Regions from separate parts of the Sus scrofa genome. Here region 2 is linked to region 1. The links are chromatin contacts, called in public Hi-C maps. All regions are on one chromosome and are shown on one strand. Each heading gives the region's core, a stretch centred on a gene start, on an enhancer-like site or on the middle of the called end of the contact. The rest is flanking DNA. Distances are from core to core; before and after follow the strand shown. Region 1 has its middle 73 kb from the start of PPP1R3C. Region 2 holds the start of PPP1R3C (protein phosphatase 1 regulatory subunit 3C).

Evidence for each region. Hi-C and Micro-C count contacts between places; a contact is called where the count stands out from the background.
Region 2: a Hi-C map of liver shows a contact between it and region 1, with 4 times the contacts expected there. The contact joins the promoter of PPP1R3C here to the enhancer-like site in region 1. A contact is called at or near these places in 2 of 5 promoter capture datasets (liver and skeletal muscle), 8 of 47 Hi-C or Micro-C datasets (liver, mesenchymal stem cells, retroperitoneal adipose tissue and 1 more) and 1 of 2 datasets of contacts at active chromatin or transcription factors (skeletal muscle).

Annotation. Positions count from the first base shown.
Region 1 is chr14:103,204,266-103,206,818 of Sscrofa11.1, reverse strand. No RefSeq gene overlaps it. Among named protein-coding and RNA genes, the nearest start is that of PPP1R3C, 73 kb to the left of the region's middle. Within about 2 kb of position 1,283, at least 6 of the 83 cell types and tissues checked have an H3K27ac peak or open chromatin away from gene starts, as enhancers often do. A contact at or near this core is called in liver, where this site is marked.
Region 2 is chr14:103,277,478-103,280,030 of Sscrofa11.1, reverse strand. It overlaps PPP1R3C (protein phosphatase 1 regulatory subunit 3C), which reads left to right and starts at 1,274. Exons shown (of 2, transcript XM_005671280.3): 1 at 1,274-2,151. The coding sequence starts at 2,138.

The DNA.
Region 1 (2,553 bases), core at 34-2,533:
ATGAACTTATAGAAGCATGAGGTTTACGTGTACACACATGACCACATGAGTGTGCACATGTCTATGGATGAGGGAGGACGTCTCAAGGGAGAATGGCACTTTGGGTGCAAATTCCAGTCATGGGTCATGTCCTGTATCCCTCGCCCCTTGGAAAGAGCTCTCAAGGGAAGGGACCTTACTTGAGAGTTTTGACTGAAACATGGCCTGCATCACAGGTGTGGGCTGTTCCCGGGCTCCTAGTTAACCAGAAGAACTCAAATGAAAGGCTAGAGGAGAAGCTGCTGCCTTGCAGCCAAGACCATTGGTGGTTTAGAGGCTTTTCCGGGAAAACCCACATCCCCTCAGCATAGTGTTTGTGGGGCACCTCACAGTGTATAGAGAACTGTGTGCAGTAGGAAATTTTTCGGGTGTGGGGGAGATGGCTGCACAAAAGAACTTGGAAACCTCAGCCTATGTAGGTCAGATGCCTTCTGTAGGCAGAGCTGTTTCTCTCTCAGACCCAGCAGGATTTCCCAGGCACCAGGGCTTCCTGAGTTTGATGATGGCTCAGTGAAGTGGTTAAAGCTGGTTTCTTAGACCTGGGTTTTCAAATTCCCATCAAGGGCTCCAAGAGTCCCTTCCTAGCCATTGGGGTTTAGAATTTTTTCTAAAGCAAGTTACTGTGCATGTGTGTATGAGTGTGCACACGCACATGCACAACACCTAAGAGGCAGGGCTGCCCCTCTGAGGGGATGAGCCAAGCTTGATCAAGGGTTGTGCTGGCTGCACCTGGCCACAAACCAGCACACACACCATCTCTGCCATAGAGGCCGGCTGTTCCAGTGAGCTGACGTCCTCCCTGCCCTAAATGCTAGTGTCCCTTCTTCCCCCTGTGCTGTTTAGCAGCAGGTTGGGGAGTGGAGAGAAAGTGGGGCTCCCCATGTCATCGGACCCTCTCCTTTGGAAGGGTTTCTGGGGGTAAGGCACTGTAATAGGCTGGCGGGAATGGCAGGTGAAGGTGCTTTGGCATTTTTGCTACTTCTGGGTCCTGCCAGTGGGTAGGTCTGCCCTCCAAGAACTTGGGGCACAGAGGGAAGGAACTGTGGCCACTCCCCACCCCCAGCCCCCAGAAGCCAGGAAGAAGAGGGCAAAAGAGAGAGGGAGGGGAAACAGACGTTTCCTTAGAGGGCTTTCCAAAAATCCAGGAGGGACCTTGTCCAGCGCTCTCCTAACCACCTCCGGGCATGTGGCTGTGTGTGCTCAAGCCTTCACCAGGGCGAACTTGGGTTTCGTAATCAGAATGATCCTGGCCTCTGCAGCTCTCCTCTGTGCATAACCCGGGGGCGCTGCCATTTCTGTCTTCACTTGTGCTTCTCCTGTCTGCGCCTTCTTAGTTCTGGCAGACTCTCCCTCTAGCCTCCCAACCCCAGTCTCTGTTTCTGGGGGCTGGGGTGGGATGGGAGTGAGGCTTCTCCTAGTCATTCTTGTCTCTGGTTTCCCCTATGCACTTCAGCTGGACCCCAGCCACACCGCTGCCCACAGCTGGCGGGGCTCATCAACCTCAAACTGTTGTTTTCAAGACTCACCCCCCACCCAAGCCTCTTCACACTTAATAGCCAGATTTCCTGGTTTTCTTTGCCCTGTTTGGTTTCCCTAATGGGCCCTGAATAGACAGACTTCATCTCTGCTCACAGGGGCCTTGCTGCGGTTCTTACCCCTCCTGCTTTAGTCTAAAGCTGACTCTTTAAAGCCCACAAGTCCTAGAAGCTTTGGGAAGTCTTTCTTTTCACTTCAGCCCACAGTGACCACCCCATTCCCTGAATCCTACTCCATATTTGGCTCAGAACCACCACGGTTTTGCTTCTCATTGTTTTTAGGCTCCCTTAGGACGTGCATCTCACCTTTTACTTCCTGGCCCAACCCTAGGCTGAGGGTCTTTGAAATGGGAAAACTACATCAAAAGATTAGGAAAGAGTACTTAAACAGCCCAGAATCTTCCGTGGCTACGTTCACGTTTGGTCATGCTAGGTTTTGCCAACATTATGGCAGACACTGGGATATTCAAGTGTTTGGAGCCATTATCTAGTTTCTCCTCCTCACATGGACATAGCCCAGGTGGCTACAGAGTCATAGAACAGTGAAAGCAAATTTGGGAGTCACTTCTTGGCTCATTCTGTGATGTGATGAATGATCAACCATCGAAGTGGTTACACAGCCAGGTTCTTTCATCCGCCCCCAAGCCAAAACCCTGACACACAAAGGTTTGCAACAAAGAGAGAAATTATTCGCAAAACAGCCAAGCCAAGAGAGAAAAAACCTTAAGCCCGCCTACTTGAGGAGCCTCGGGTATTTATAGGCTCATGAATAAAGTAGCAGGGCGCTCTGAGGCGTGGTGAGCGCGGGAAAGCTGATTGGGAAAGGTTCAGCACTCCTTCTGCTCAGGTGCAACTAGGCTTTGGGCCTCGGAACATTCAAAAGGTCACCCAGCGGGCACTCGCGCATGCCCGGTTGGAGGGTCGGCAGTCCCCATCATCTTAACGAGCTCAGCTCCAACTAGACACAGCTGTCCCCAAG
Region 2 (2,553 bases), core at 25-2,524, 73 kb before region 1:
ACAAAAAACAAAATAACAAAGAAAAATTTACTTACTCAAAATCTCACCATCCAAAAGTAAGCACTGTTAACGTTTTGGTAGAGCATATTCTATTTTCTATGTGTGCACATCTTACCACTAAAACAAGATCACAATACTTTTTTTTTTGTTTGTTTTTTTGTCTTTAGGGGGCTGTACTGGTGGCATATGGAGATTCCCAGGCTAGAGGTCTAATTGGAGCTGTTGCTGCTGCCTATGCCAGAGCCACAGCAACACCAGATCTGAGCCGCGTCTGTGACCTACACCACAGCTCATGGCAATGCGGGACCCCCAATCCACGAAGTGAGGCCAGGGATCGAACCCACAACCTCATGGTTCCTACTCAGACTCATTTCCACTGTGCCATGACAGGAACTCCAGGATCACAACACATTCTTACTTTATGTTTCCCCATAACTTTAATTCGTAATAGCCACTCTTTAGCTCAACATAGGATTGTGAGTAGAGGAGAAAAAACCTCAACTCAGTGTCCTAGTTTTGACTCTGACCTAACCAGCCCCTGGCAAGCAGCTCAGCTTCTCTAAGCTTTAGATGCCTCATCTGTGAAATAAAGCCTCTGAAGCCAGTGATACCTAAGGTGCCTTCCTTTTTTTACCATTCTAATCATTGAGAAGTACTTAAAGGAAATGTTAGCAGAGTAAAAACTAAAACTGAAGGCAAGGGCACTTACTTGAGAGCCACCACAGGTTGAACACACACCAGTCACTATGCTGAGTTTTCCCACCCATACAATTTCATTTAATTATCAGAACAACTTCACTATCTCCATTTTACAGGTGAAGGAGTTGATGCTAGAACTTGCCTAGACTCCAGTGTCAAAGACCGTGTCCCTTCAGTTAGTTTTGGTTGGGCTGAGAGGCCAGCAGATCTGCTCTGAGGTGGATGTTTCCTTTCAAAAAAAATCAAGCCCAAGCATTAAGTACCTTCCCCAGGGCTATTTAGCATGAGTTTCCTTTTCTTTAATAACTCCACTAACAATTCTACTGTTTGAGAGTGATTTAAAAGACACAGAGATTTTTGTACATTTTACATTGTACATTTTGTACATTTTAGAGGACTACTGGATAACTAAGAGAGCAGAAAAAGGACAGGGGTTTTATAAAAATAATTTAAACTCGACTTAGAAATACAATTTTATGGTTGTAACTGATGGTCGAAAACCCCCCCAAACTAAACAAAATTACGAAACCTCAGAGAGGGTAATTGGCTTGGGAGAGTCATGAAACTCGCAGTGTGATATTTTAACATTTTGGTTTTCACATCACTGCCAGAGGACATCAGAACAGAATTGAGGGATTTGGATTGACCACTGGTTTTGTGGCTGACTGGCCGCATGAGCGAAAAAGAAAGCCATTTCATTCCTGGCTTTAGTTTTCTCTTCCAGGGAGAAAAACTGAAGAAATGGTCGCAATACAAAGTGTCTTTTAATTAAATGCTGCCTTACTGTCTTATAGGGTTAATATGGTTTATTAACACTGGTTAGATAGGCAGTCTATTTGTGGGTTCACGTTAACACCAAGATGTGACCGACTGCTCAGGCCAAGGAGAGGGAGAAGATGAGCTGATGCACCAAGCAATGAACAAGATAAAAATTTCAAATACAAATGCATTTGGAACGAGCCACAACGTTCTGCACTAAGATTTTACCGTGCACAGAAGCCTTTAGAAGCGAAAGGGATCTCTTTGCGCCGCAGTCCCGCGGTGCTGGCGCCCGGCCCGGGGGAGGGTTTAGGGCTTTCTCTTCTGGCTTGCACCCGCTACGTGCGCCACGGGGTTGCCTCCGCGGCCCCTCGCCCGGGGTTCGCGTTACGCGGCTCGGGCCAGCTGTCCCAGGGGTACCCCGGCGCCCGCGCTTCCCGCACTACCGCAGTCACGTCCACGGGGCCGGGGCTCGAGTCCCAGCTGAACGCTGGTTGGTCGCGCCCTCGAGCTCGCGGCCTGGTGATTGGTCCCAGCCGTTGGCTCACGTGGTCGGGAGCAGATAAGCGGCCTCTCGGGCGCCGCACCCACAATCCGCCAGAGCTGCCGCCCAGTGGGTACCGCGGGGAGCCTGGTGCGAAATTACGCAGGTAGTGGAGTGCCGCCGCCCCTCTGCCTGATGAGCTGCACCAGGTAGGTTCCCTGCAGACTCTCCGCCTGGGCTCCGAGAGAGCGCGCAGCTGGGGGGAGGTTGGGCTGCGTTTTCCTTCCGTCATCACTGCAAATGGAGAACCCAGGAGAGGGCAAGTAGACTGACTGCTGGCACCGGGGATAACTCCAAGGAGTGGAGATTTCCCATGTGCTTTTTAGGCAGAGCTGGTGTTGGTAAATGGCATCTTAAACCAGAAACTGTCCTAACGTGAGTCAGCTTTAGTTCAGATTCCGTAAGGGATTCTGACCGCATCTTTTTTGTCCCGCACAAATGCCTCAAGGACTAGGACAGCTTAGCTCGTGGGTACAGCGCTCTGAGACTGCTGGTTGGATTGTTTAGCTTTGGGGAAAAACTGCAGGACGATGTTTGCACTCCTGGGTGTT